4 separate regions of the Rattus norvegicus genome follow, and regions 2, 3 and 4 are each linked to region 1. Evidence: chromatin contacts called from public Hi-C and HiChIP or PLAC-seq data. All regions are on one chromosome and are shown on one strand. Each heading gives the region's core, a stretch centred on a gene start, on an enhancer-like site or on the middle of the called end of the contact. The rest is flanking DNA. Distances are from core to core; before and after follow the strand shown.

What was found. Hi-C and Micro-C count contacts between places; a contact is called where the count stands out from the background. HiChIP or PLAC-seq counts read pairs in DNA pulled down with a chosen protein or histone mark.
Region 2: a contact with region 1 is called in a Hi-C map of liver, with 2.1 times the contacts expected there. The contact joins the promoter of Tuba1c here to the promoter of Mcrs1 in region 1. A contact is called at or near these places in 2 of 12 Hi-C or Micro-C datasets (hepatocytes and liver).
Region 3: a Hi-C map of liver shows a contact between it and region 1, with 1.9 times the contacts expected there. The contact joins the promoter of Dnajc22 here to the promoter of Mcrs1 in region 1. A contact is called at or near these places in 7 of 12 Hi-C or Micro-C datasets (the A7r5 cell line, Schwann cells, frontal cortex and 4 more).
Region 4: an H3K27ac HiChIP or PLAC-seq map of oligodendrocytes shows a contact between it and region 1, with 4 times the contacts expected there. The contact joins the promoter of Troap here to the promoter of Mcrs1 in region 1. A contact is called at or near these places in 6 of 12 Hi-C or Micro-C datasets (the A7r5 cell line, Schwann cells, frontal cortex and 3 more) and 1 of 1 datasets of contacts at active chromatin or transcription factors (oligodendrocytes).

What each region holds. Positions count from the first base shown.
Region 1 is chr7:132,270,128-132,272,970 of GRCr8, reverse strand. It overlaps Mcrs1 (microspherule protein 1), which reads left to right and starts at 1,438. Exons shown (of 15, transcript NM_001013106.1): 1 at 1,438-1,510; 2 at 2,813-2,843. It also overlaps a transcript of Prpf40b not described here.
Region 2 is chr7:132,069,701-132,072,400 of GRCr8, reverse strand. It overlaps Tuba1c (tubulin, alpha 1C), which reads right to left and starts at 1,417. Exons shown (of 4, transcript NM_001011995.1): 1 at 1,333-1,417. The coding sequence starts at 1,335.
Region 3 is chr7:132,135,405-132,138,104 of GRCr8, reverse strand. It overlaps Dnajc22 (DnaJ heat shock protein family (Hsp40) member C22), which reads right to left and starts at 1,297. Exons shown (of 3, transcript NM_001014204.1): 1 at 1,233-1,297.
Region 4 is chr7:132,112,157-132,114,856 of GRCr8, reverse strand. It overlaps Troap (trophinin associated protein), which reads right to left and starts at 1,369. Exons shown (of 14, transcript NM_001271243.1): 1 at 1,271-1,369; 2 at 877-1,025; 3 at 583-769. The coding sequence starts at 1,020.

The DNA of each region.
Region 1 (2,843 bases), core at 189-2,688:
TACCTCTTTAGAGAAGAGCGCCCAATTCTCATCTAGATACTAAGCCGCACTATATTTAGCACAACCCACCAGACGGTGTCCTAGTTTGCTTTTAATTGCTGTGATTAAAAGACAACTAAAGGCGACTTGGGAAGGAAAGGGTCTATTTCATCTCACAACTTTCAAGTCACACTCTATTACCAAGGAAAGTTGGGCAGGAACCTCAAGCCGGGCACTGGATTCAGAAGCCAAGAAGGACAAACTCCACCCAGCTTCCTTACCCTGCCTTCATTTACAAAAGAGAACCACCTGCCCGTAGGTAGTACCGCCCACAGTAGGCTTAGCCCTCCCACATCTATCCAATCAAGAAAATGCACCGCAAGACTTGCCTTACCGACCAATCTGGTGGAGGCATTTTCTCAACTGAGCTCCAGGATCCTAGCTAGTGCCAGTCTGACAAAAATCTACCAATCACACTGTATACCAGAAAACGTTGTTTTGGGAGAGATAAAGCAAATACATACTCGTTAAATAAGTCCGTAACAGTATATTAAGCGAAGACTTGAAACTGAGGGTTAATCATAAAACTGTCAGGGTCAGGATGAGCAAATTGTCCACTGGACACTTAAGTTCAGGATGTCAGTCACGCTAGACAAACGCTCTTCCAGGGAGCTACTCCTGACAGAGCTGCTACACTTTTGTGCCCCTCAGAGAAGGCATGAAACAAACAACTCTTAGAGTTCGGTCTCCCCAGCTTTCCCAGGCCTCTCACAGACCCTAAGCCCGGATGTTTCTGCTCTCTGGGAACTAGTTCTTTCTTTCACAATAGTTCCCTCAGGGAACACCGTCCTCTGAAAAGGATTCGGTTGGTTTCCTGGCCACCTATGACTGCCCCCAGCAGTCTAGATGGAGCCCATCTGACGTAATCGACTGGCGCCGCTCCTCGGAGTGTTTCCTTAGGAACGCGGCCACCATCCTGCATCTCCTCCTTAGACATGAATCTTCGGGATCATACTGGCGACACATCCCCCCCCCCCCAGTTAGACCAAGCTCTCTTCCAGTCGTGTGCTTAGCAAACGGTCTTACAGAATACCGTATCTAAAAACTGGCAGATAAAACAATACAAAATTTGGTCCTGGGAGACCAACCAAGCTTAGTCCTAATTAAACTCCAGCTCCTAGGCGGTCCCGCCTCTCCCAGCGTCGCCTGGGTTGTGTCACACAAGCCCCTCCCTCCCGCTGCTTTTTCCAACCGGGAAACCTCCGCGGTTCCCATAATTAACTACTGCCTAGTGCCTCCCTATGCGCTTTTGCCAACCGGGCAAAGTTTCATTTCCGGCTCCCCGCAAAATGGTTTCCACTAGGGCGCGCAGCCACGCCTCTTTCACTTACGCGTCCAGGACGAACCGGAATAGATCGTCCAACCCTTCGTTCGCAACCCGGAAGTAGATGCGTCTCACGGAAGCCGGCTTTGGCCCTGCGGCTCCTGCCGTCGCCGCGGAGAAATTGTTGAAGCTGGCAGCCTAGGAATGGTGAGATCCCGCGGTTCGTCTCCTAGTGTTCTGAGTAGACTTGGGGGTGAAGTGGAGTTTCCCAATGTGCCGCGGGGCACAACCCCCAACAAGATTTGGGGCTCCGCCCCGGTATCGCCCCGAAAAATCTGCGCATGCGTAAATCCGATCGGCTAGAACCTGGCCTGCGGTGTTACGCATGCGCAAAGGTGGCATGCTTGAGGTGGGGTGAGATTTGTCTTGGAGTTGGTCCTGGTTCGCTCCCACCAGCCTGTGGCGGGGCTCAAAGCCAGATCGCGACATCGGTGCAGTAGTATAAGTTGAAGAGCTGACTAAATTGCCACTCCTCCCCAGAGTCCCTGAAACAGACCTAAACTGTTCCTCACCTTGTGTGTGCTCTGGCGGGAGGAGGGATGGGAAGGAGGGCAAACACTTTGCCTTAGTTGCTCATGGGACTGGGCACCTTCACCCTCTTCTGTGGTACCCACGTTTCCCAGCCGCAACCTACGGAGCTGGGCGTGGAGCGTCCTTGCGGGCAGAGCCAGAACTTTGCTCTAAGAGACACCCGGGTCGAGAGGGGCGGCGCCTGCTCACAGCCCTTCTGGAAATCCAGTACCTGGGTTTTCCGTGGGTTCTAGAAGCGTGACTGCCAAGGCTGTGGATATTCACACAGTTCCCAAACGACTTTTTTTTTTTTGGTTCTTTTTTTCGGAGCTGGGGACTGAACCCAGGGCAAACCACTTTTTAATCTCCTGAAGGAACCACCCACTTAAGTAAAAGCTGCAAATGGAAGGAAAGCAAAGTGGTTAGCGATACACTGGAATTCTGTCTACCTTGTGGCCTGGGAGACAGATTGGTGTCACTGATTTGAGTATGCAGCTGAAGGAAAGAAATGAGCCAAGAATCCCTTGACCCTTTCTAGTTAACGTTCCAAATGCTTAATTTAGAATTTACTGGTAAAATCAAGAGAGGTCTCTGAGCCTGGTACGTCTTTTTCCACATCTTTTATCACACTTTTTGGTTTTGTTGTTTGGAGCAGGAACTCAATAAATAGCCTGGCTTGCTGTGTAAACCAGGCTGGCCTTAAAGTCAACAGAGATCCGCCTGCCTCTGCCTCCACACACTGGGATTAAAGGTGGGCCCCATCCAACCATGCAATAGCTACTGATTGTTAGGGGCAATTGAGAATAGAGCTTTTGCCTCTCCCCACTCCCTCTGTCCTTCCTACCTTAGACAGGGTGCATGAGCACCAGTAAGGAATTGGTAAGTAGGTTTGGCCTGTTGGAAGCCTGAGCCTGAGGGAGCCTTATTTCTCCTTTGCAGACTCTCTTCTCAGCATCCCAGCTCACTTGGT
Region 2 (2,700 bases), core at 168-2,667, 200 kb after region 1:
AAACAAGTGGGAAGGAGCTGCTAAGTCAAAAGGTGATCAATGGAGTTAGCTTGGATTGTGAAACTACGCCCTATGCCGGGATGGGGTTTTCTTTTACATTTCTATTGGCAGCTGACCATGTGTCTGATTTTGTTTCCTTCTCTTCTGATGAAAACCCAGTAGCTTCTACGCTAAGTACATGGTCTTCCAAATAATTAAACTTATTTAGCAAGGAGGGGCCTTTTACCAAAATTAGTCACTCTGTAGCCCACACTAGCCTGGGACTCACCGGGGAGCCTGAGAAGCCCCAAACTCATGAACAATCCCCCTGTCTCAGCCTCCAAAGATTAGAGAACTAGCTGCTCCCTCCAAGCTGTGCTGAGTCTCACTATGTACCCCTGGCTTACCTGAACTCAGAGGATTCGCCTGCCTCTGCCTCCAGAGCCCAGCCACTGTCCCGAGAAAACTGAACTAATGCATTGTTAGCCAGGGTGAGTAATCCTAGGCCTTGGTGGTGGAGACAGAAGGATCCTAATTTTAATGAAAGGTCATGCTTGGCCACATAGTGATTTCAAGGCCGGCATGAGCTTCATAAGACACTCAAAAACCAAAATTAGGCTTGCGTTTAACCCCAGCTCGGGAGGCAGAGGCAGGCGGATCTCCGAGCTGGAGGCCATCCTAGTCTACACAGTGAGTTCCATGACAGCCAGGGCTACACAGAGAAACCCTTTATGGGGGGGGGGGGGGGGGACGGAATGCTGTTGGTAGTTTAACTTTATAGAAAAAAATCTTTATAGACATTTTTCATGCCACTGAACTAACACACTAGAAACTAGACTGGCCTAGGGGATCTGACGTCCATTATTCCCCTCCTACGGAGGAGCTCGCCTTCCCAGGTACACAGCTGGAAGGTCCCGGGACTGGCCACAGGTGACTCAGCAGCGAGTCACAGGGCGTGGAGACGGTGCCCGGAAGTATTTGCTCAGCCCTGTCCGCAGCGCACGAGGTCCTCTGGTTATCCCAGCTGAGAGAGCGACAGCATTTGAGAAAATGAAGAGCTTTTAGTTTCTGCAAACTCTTGCGGTCATTGTGAAAGTTCTCTGTCTTTCCGAGAGCGACTGGCGGCCTAGACGGGATGCTCTCCCAGTACGATCGAGACAGAGGTACCGGGACGAGTCTTCTAGCCTAAAGCGACACTAGTTTGATGGACTTGGGCTCTCAAACCCTGGTCGCCAGAAGCCAGTTTAACTGGAGGCGGCCGTCGGGGGCTAGGGCAGGTACGGTCTCCCGGGCAGTCCTCAGCTCCCGCGGTCCCTTCAGACGACCTCGCCGCTGCCCCAAAGCCACACTTACCATATTTAGTCCTTGAAGTGGTCCGCGAAAACTGAGGAAGTGAAGAGGGGGGTGACGAAGGTCTCCCACTAGCAGACTACCAAGGAGTCCGGGGGAGAAGCTGTGTGAGGTCCGCCTCCCGGAGAGTGCTTATATACCCTGGCCGGGCCACGCGTCGGGAGGACGGACACCGGACCCCGCCCCGGGCCGCACGGAGGCCGATGATTGGCGAGTTCGAAAGTTCAAATCAAACTCCGTAGAAGGAGCTGGAAGTGGGAAGGGGAGGAGACACCCAGGATCCACGCCAGGGCCAGGTGGGGCGGGGAAGGAGGTGGAGAAGGCGATTGGAAGTTGGAGGACAGCGAGATCTTTGTGGAGCTCTGACCGGAAGAAAGTCCCAGGTAGAGGGGGGCGGCCTGGATCGGCCCCCGGGGACTCACAGCTGGTCGCCACGGCACTTGTGGCTCGGTCGCCCCACCCAGGTCTTGGAGCCGGGAAGAGTGAGCCTGAGAGGTGACCGGGTGACCTGCGGCTGCCGGCTGGGTGGTGACTGCGACCGCTTCAGGGGGCTAGGATGGAAACGCCCAGTTAACTTGACGGCACAGTGGGAAGGGTGGAGCTGAAGTTAGCCGAGGCCAAAGCCGGTTACAGCATCATCAGGCTGCAGCTCCTGAAGGCAATCTTTCCTAACCTAGGTCTCAATACCCGCCAGCGGGTCCTAAGCACTTTTTACTCCTACCCTCTAGAAGGCTAGCCCTTCCCTCCTTCCTCTCTTCTCCCACCCCAAGTCCTGAGGATATCAATCTACCCGCGTATCCCCAGCGCCCTTTTATTTTTGAAGGCAGAGTCTGCCTCAGCTCCCCTTTAAGTGAACATTCGGGTTTTAAGAGCCTTACCCTGGTAGATACGATCCATTATGAAAGGAACTTGTAACTTCATTCCCCCCCCACCTCAAAGATGGGTTCCCGTTGCAGTGCTCAAACTGGCCTCAAACGATCCACACTAATCCCTTTCTCTGATTCTGTGGGATGCAGAATTGAATGTCCACACTGTGGTACCACATTCTATCTGGTCCAAGAGCCCGGTGGTTGTTGTCCCCATCTTAAAAATCATGAGGAGATGAGAGTTCAGGGAAACAAATTAGGTAAGCGTCTCCATTGTGGGAGAAGTTGGACTTCTGCAGCACTGACCTACGCTAAACAGACTTGTCTGAACAACTCCGCAAAGCAGATTTCTCAGAAGTGCCATCCAGCCCTGCTAAGGAGATAGATGGCTCCCTGAGAACGTGTAAGGAGCTGTAGTGGCGCTTGCCTGTAGTCCTCATGCTGAGGAGAGAGACAGGAAGAGTCTGGAGCTCACGGGCCAGCTGCTCTTACAGTATCAGAGTTC
Region 3 (2,700 bases), core at 48-2,547, 130 kb after region 1:
TTACAGTCACAATGATATGGAAATATTTAGGGGAGAAAAATGCTTCAATTACTTTTTTCATTTACTTATATTAATTAATATTTGAGGCACAGTCTCTTTTTTATTTAAAGATTTATTTATGGGGCTGGGGATTTAGCTCAGTGGTAGAGCGCTTACCTAGGAAGCGCAAGGCCCTGGGTTCGGTCCCCAGCTCCGAAAAAAAGAACCAAAAAAAAAAAAAAAGATTTATTTATTTATTATATATGATTACATTATAGCTGTCTTCAGACACAACAGACGAGGGCATCAGATCTCATTACAGATGGTTGTGAGCCACCATGTGGTTGCTGGGAATTGAACTCAGGACCTCTGGAAAAGCGGTCAGTGCTCTTAACCACTGAGCCATCTCTCCAGCCCCCATGCAGTCTTATTATATGCCCCAAACTGGTCTTATGTGGCCATCACTGAGGATGACCTGATCTTCCTGCCCCCACCTTCCCAAGTGCTAGGGTTATAGGCATGTGCCACCATATCCAGGGAAGAGAATGTTTTAAGTGACTTCAGTTGGGACACCAAGAACTAGGTGCCTGAACAACAATAAATCAGAAGCTTGGAACTAAAAGGGTGACCCACGGGTCACTTACTGCTCTTCCAGAGGACCGGGATTCAATTCCCAGCACTCAAATAGCAGCTCATAGGTGCCCTCTTCTGGTCTCCCAGGGCATTAGGTGTGCATTCAGTACACACACAAAGATTCAAGGAAAACACCCAAGCACATAAAGTAAAATTTAAAAAGAATAAGAAGGAGAAAAAAAAGAAGCTAACATTTCTATCCTCCCCTCGGACTCTGGAATAGAAATGACTTACCAGGGAAGGCTTTGAAAGCCAGTGTCTTATCCAAGTTCATCCCTTTAACACCGAGTGTGTGTGTGTGTGTGTGTGTGTGTGTGTGTGTGTGCGCGCGCGCGCGCGCGCGCGCGCGCTCTATTACCTGGTCAAAGGTTTTAGCCTTTCTCCAGCTTTCCCACCTCCCCAGACCATGTTCTTCTCCCACAAGTCAAATTTGAAAGGGATCCTGAACTCCTTCCACTTAAACATTCTAGAAAACATTTTGATCTAGACCTTAGCACCCCACAGTCCGGCCAACCTACCCCTATCAACAAGATTGAAGCGCCTCTACAAAGAGGCTACAAAAATCCTCAGAATATCAAATCGATCTGCCAATATGTCTTACCTACTTCAAGCGAACTCACCCTCAGGCAGTGCCAGTAGAGCCGCAGTACCTGACTGCTCAGGCTGCCAAGCCGCTTCAGACCAGTCATTTCCTTTGACCACAGATTCAAAATGGCCCCTCTGTTACTGATCCCACTTCCACATAAGTGGACTTTGTCCCTCAGTGCTGACTGTGCGTCTGAAGTCAGGCCACCTCCTCCAGGCCCCGCCCCGAAAGCCCTGGTCAGCCCCTTCGGAGCCACCTTCCGGTCCTGCACTTCTCTGCTCGCCAACTCCCCTGAACTCTTCGGGAAGCTTTCCCCAGGCTCGCCCAGTTTGTTACTGTAGGACCTGGAACCGCGCCCCACTCCCGGCGGAGCGCACCTCTTGCAGCACGTCACTACAACCGCCAGGTGGCGCTGCCGCTTACGGAAGGGAGAGTCCTAAAAAGTCCCACATCTCCTTTTTGTAACATTGGGACATGGGTCAAAGCTGCCCGGACTGTGCGGCTACCTGGCGGGAGAAAAAAGGCGACCTTATCAACAAAATTAAAAATCTCAATTTCGTCTTCTCTCCGCTACAAATGGGAGGTGATCCCTGTCTCACTTCAGGCTGCAGGCTTCTCTCTCCATACTCCAAGACGGCCATTTATAGGATCCCTTCTAATTTCTTAAGGGAGAGACATCCACCCATAAGCAAAGGGAGAGCCCATCAAGGACCCCAGTTTTGCCTCACTATTTTGCTTCTAGGCCTTCCAGTCAGGGGACTCCGCATCCAGATCCGAGAGTCTGAGCCTGCATAGCCCAGAATCCAGAAAGCCCGAAGCTGTTCTAATCCTGGGGACACCAGCCAGGGATACAGTATGGGGGAGGCATACCATCAGAAGAGTAAGGCCAAACCTAGGACTCAGGGGGAGACGAACCTGCCTTCTCGCTTGGGAGCTGGCATACAAGATGCCTTCAACATTCCAGGCTCCAATCCCGGTGCAGCTCCATGACCTTGGCCAAGTCACACCCTTTCCTGGGCTTCAGTTTCTTTTTAAAGAAGCTTGGCTCCACGAGATTTCCCAGGCTTGGCTAGAGGTAGGGATGAATCCGGTGGCCTCACTTAGGGTCACCTGTCAACAGTAGGCAGAATGTTTTAGCTTCATCCAATGTCTAACCCTAGCTGGGGTGGGAATGCGGCTCGGGATATAGCCTCTTTAGGGCTAAGGAGGGGCGACAAAACGACAACCCAGCCACGGCTGGGGACGGGGGCGGACAGGGGCGCTGAATAATGAATGAGACTTAATTGGGCCCGCTCTGCGCGGCGGCGCGCTAAGCTTGGCAAACAGCGCGAGCAGCCGCCGCCGCCGCCGCTGGACAAACAAACTGGATAGGGTGCCTGGAGGCCAGTGGGAAACGCCGGGAGGGGGAAGGGACCCCGGGGAGCCAGGCCTCGGGCCCTCAGGAGGGACCCAGAAGTGGCCAGAAACCCGGGAGGGATGAAGGCTCCGGGCCCAGCCTGGGA
Region 4 (2,700 bases), core at 120-2,619, 160 kb after region 1:
CTGGGTTATATTTCCGGCACCCACAGCCAATTATAGCTCACAGCCGGCTATAACTTTAGCTCCAGGGATTCTGATGTCCTCTTCTGAACTCCATGGGCACTGCATGGACTCACACAGAATAAAAATAAATCTTTAAATATAAAACTATTATTGAAAGGAAGAAGTTAAAGCTGAAGTTTGGGCAGATTATAAAGACTCAGTTTAGCTGAGCGATTGATGGTGACTGTCCTGATTGGGGTTGCTGAAAAGGCCCAGAAGATGTGACTGATGGTTGATTTTTTTTTTTTTTCTTTTGAGACAGGATATCACTGTGTAGGCCTGGAACTCACTATATAGACAAGGCCTCCGATTCACAGAGACCACCTGCCTCTGCCCCCTAAAGTGCTGGGATTAGAGGCATGAGTCACCATGCCAGGCAAAAGGTGGCACTTAGCTGTAATGGCTTCATAGAGCACAGAGCTTCCGGGACAAGGCCCAGGACTCTTACAGTATGCAAGAGACCAGAAGGCATACAAAACCCCCACTTTGTGTCTCTCATCCTTGCTCCGCCAAGTAGGCTGTCCCCCGGCCTCCAACAGGTACCTGTCTGGGGATGGGTGAGCCCCACATTTGATCCCCCAGAGCTAGGCTTGAGTTCCTCCAAAGGGTTCCGCGGCTGAGTGATCCTCAGTCTTTGTGATTTTTCTGTCTGGTGCAGGGCTTTCGATCTGAGGCCTGCCGTGTCAGTGAGGGGACGTTGAGTACGGTGCAGTGGTTTCTTCGCTGATCTCTGAGGGGAGAGGGAAAAAGTTGGGGTTCAGCGCGGAGGTGGGGGTTCAGTGCAGACGGGAGCTGCCTCCTTGTGGTTACTCTTTTCACCCATCATGCCCCTCTTACCCTTGGATCTTGGTTCTCCTGGTCCAGAGAGCCCGACTTGGCTGAGGAAAAATCCGAGCATCTTTGAGAGAGTACTGGAATTTTGCTAGGGTTGGGAGATACACCTCGGAGGTGCGGGTCCTTACTGGTTTGGAGGGTAGTCATGGCGGCTATAATTGAGACGAGAGAAAAAGGCAGACAGGACTGAGGAACGAAGCAAATCATTCTCAGGCTATGGGTGCTGATATCCCTGATTTTTCTCCCTTGGTCCTAATCCATGTGCCTAGAAGCCCACACCGGCAGCAAGGCCTCTCTCCTGGCGACTCCTCCAGAAACCCAAGACTGCTATCTCGCCCCAAACTGCTCTCCTCCCCAGGAACCTCGGCAGGACTCCCCTAAGATCCCCGTGCCGCACCATTCCAGGAGCTCCTCGGGGTCACCTCTACTTTCTCAGGTTTTTTTCGCCGATTTTCTGGATTTCTACTGCTGCTGCTGCTGCTGCTGCTGCTGCTGCTGAGGCTTCCCCGGTTTGTAAAATACGCCAAGCTTGTGATTGGCTAGTTCCCGCTGACGCGAAGGCGCGTGACGTCACACGCAGCCAACCAATCCGCAGGCTTCGAGGGCGGGGCCAGAGAGGGACAAGTCGCCGAAACGTTTTCTGGATGGGAAAACAACTGACCAGCTCTTCAGCCAATCCGAAAACGGAGCGCGAGTGGCCGGATTGGGGGACAGCCAGGGAGGATGCTGTTCTGAAGCCCGGGAAGGCGACTCTGGGCTGCAACGGGCATTACAGTACTCTCGCGAGATCAGGAGCCAGCCGAGCGAGGTCTGTCCTCTCTTGAAGGCCGCGGAATTGTGGGAAAGAATGGCCATCGAGCACACTATTGACCAGACTCTGAACGCAGTGCAAGGCCGGGTTTTGGGAAACACTTCAGGAAGCATGGGCACTTCTTAAGGGGGATGAGGAACCTGATGGGCGAGAGGGCTGGAGGTAACCGAACTGAACCCATCAAGAACGAGGAGCCAAGAAATCATTTGTCCACTCGGACCCCACAACCTGGTGGGGTGTGGTCAGACCCAGGGTGGCTGGAGTTTTGTTATTCAGAATTGAAGGGGCTCCTCGAGTGTGGGGAGATCTCTGCATCTTCAGGTTGCCTTCCACTTGTCTGGAGGGCTCACCCGCTACTCATTGGCAGATGATGGATATGAGAATAGACAAATGTCTCATTCCACCCGCGCACACACAAAAGCTCTTTCTATCCCAGACTGGCCTCAAACTCGCAGCTTCCTGCTTCAGCTTCCATTGTGCAAGGATTGCACACCCGCTGCATAGACATCCGTTTGGAGTTTAAAGGACACTGATAAGCAAGCCAGGAACAAGTGCTTCCGGATCTCCCCTTCCATACACCATCTCTTTTCACACCTACGGACTTCATATCTTAGAGCATCTACTCAGCTGTTTAGCCAGACAAAGCGTAGCACGCAAAGACAGCCAGCTTGGTCTAGAAAGCCATTGTCTTCCAAATAGTCTCCTTGCCCAACCCCTCCAGTCTTTTTATTTTAAATACATATGATTTTAGTTGAAAAATATTTAAAATTATATATATAATATATAATATTATATATTTTTTTTAATGTAGGGATGCTCTATTTGCATGTACAGCTACATGCCAGAAGAGGGCACCAGATCCCATTGCAGATGGTCTTGAGCCACCATGTGGTTGCTGGGAATTGAACTCAGGACCTCTAGAAGAGCAGCCAGTGTTCGTAACCTCTGAACCTCTGAACCGTCTCACCAGAAATAATTTTTATGCAATATATTCTGATAAACAGTTTCCTCTTCCC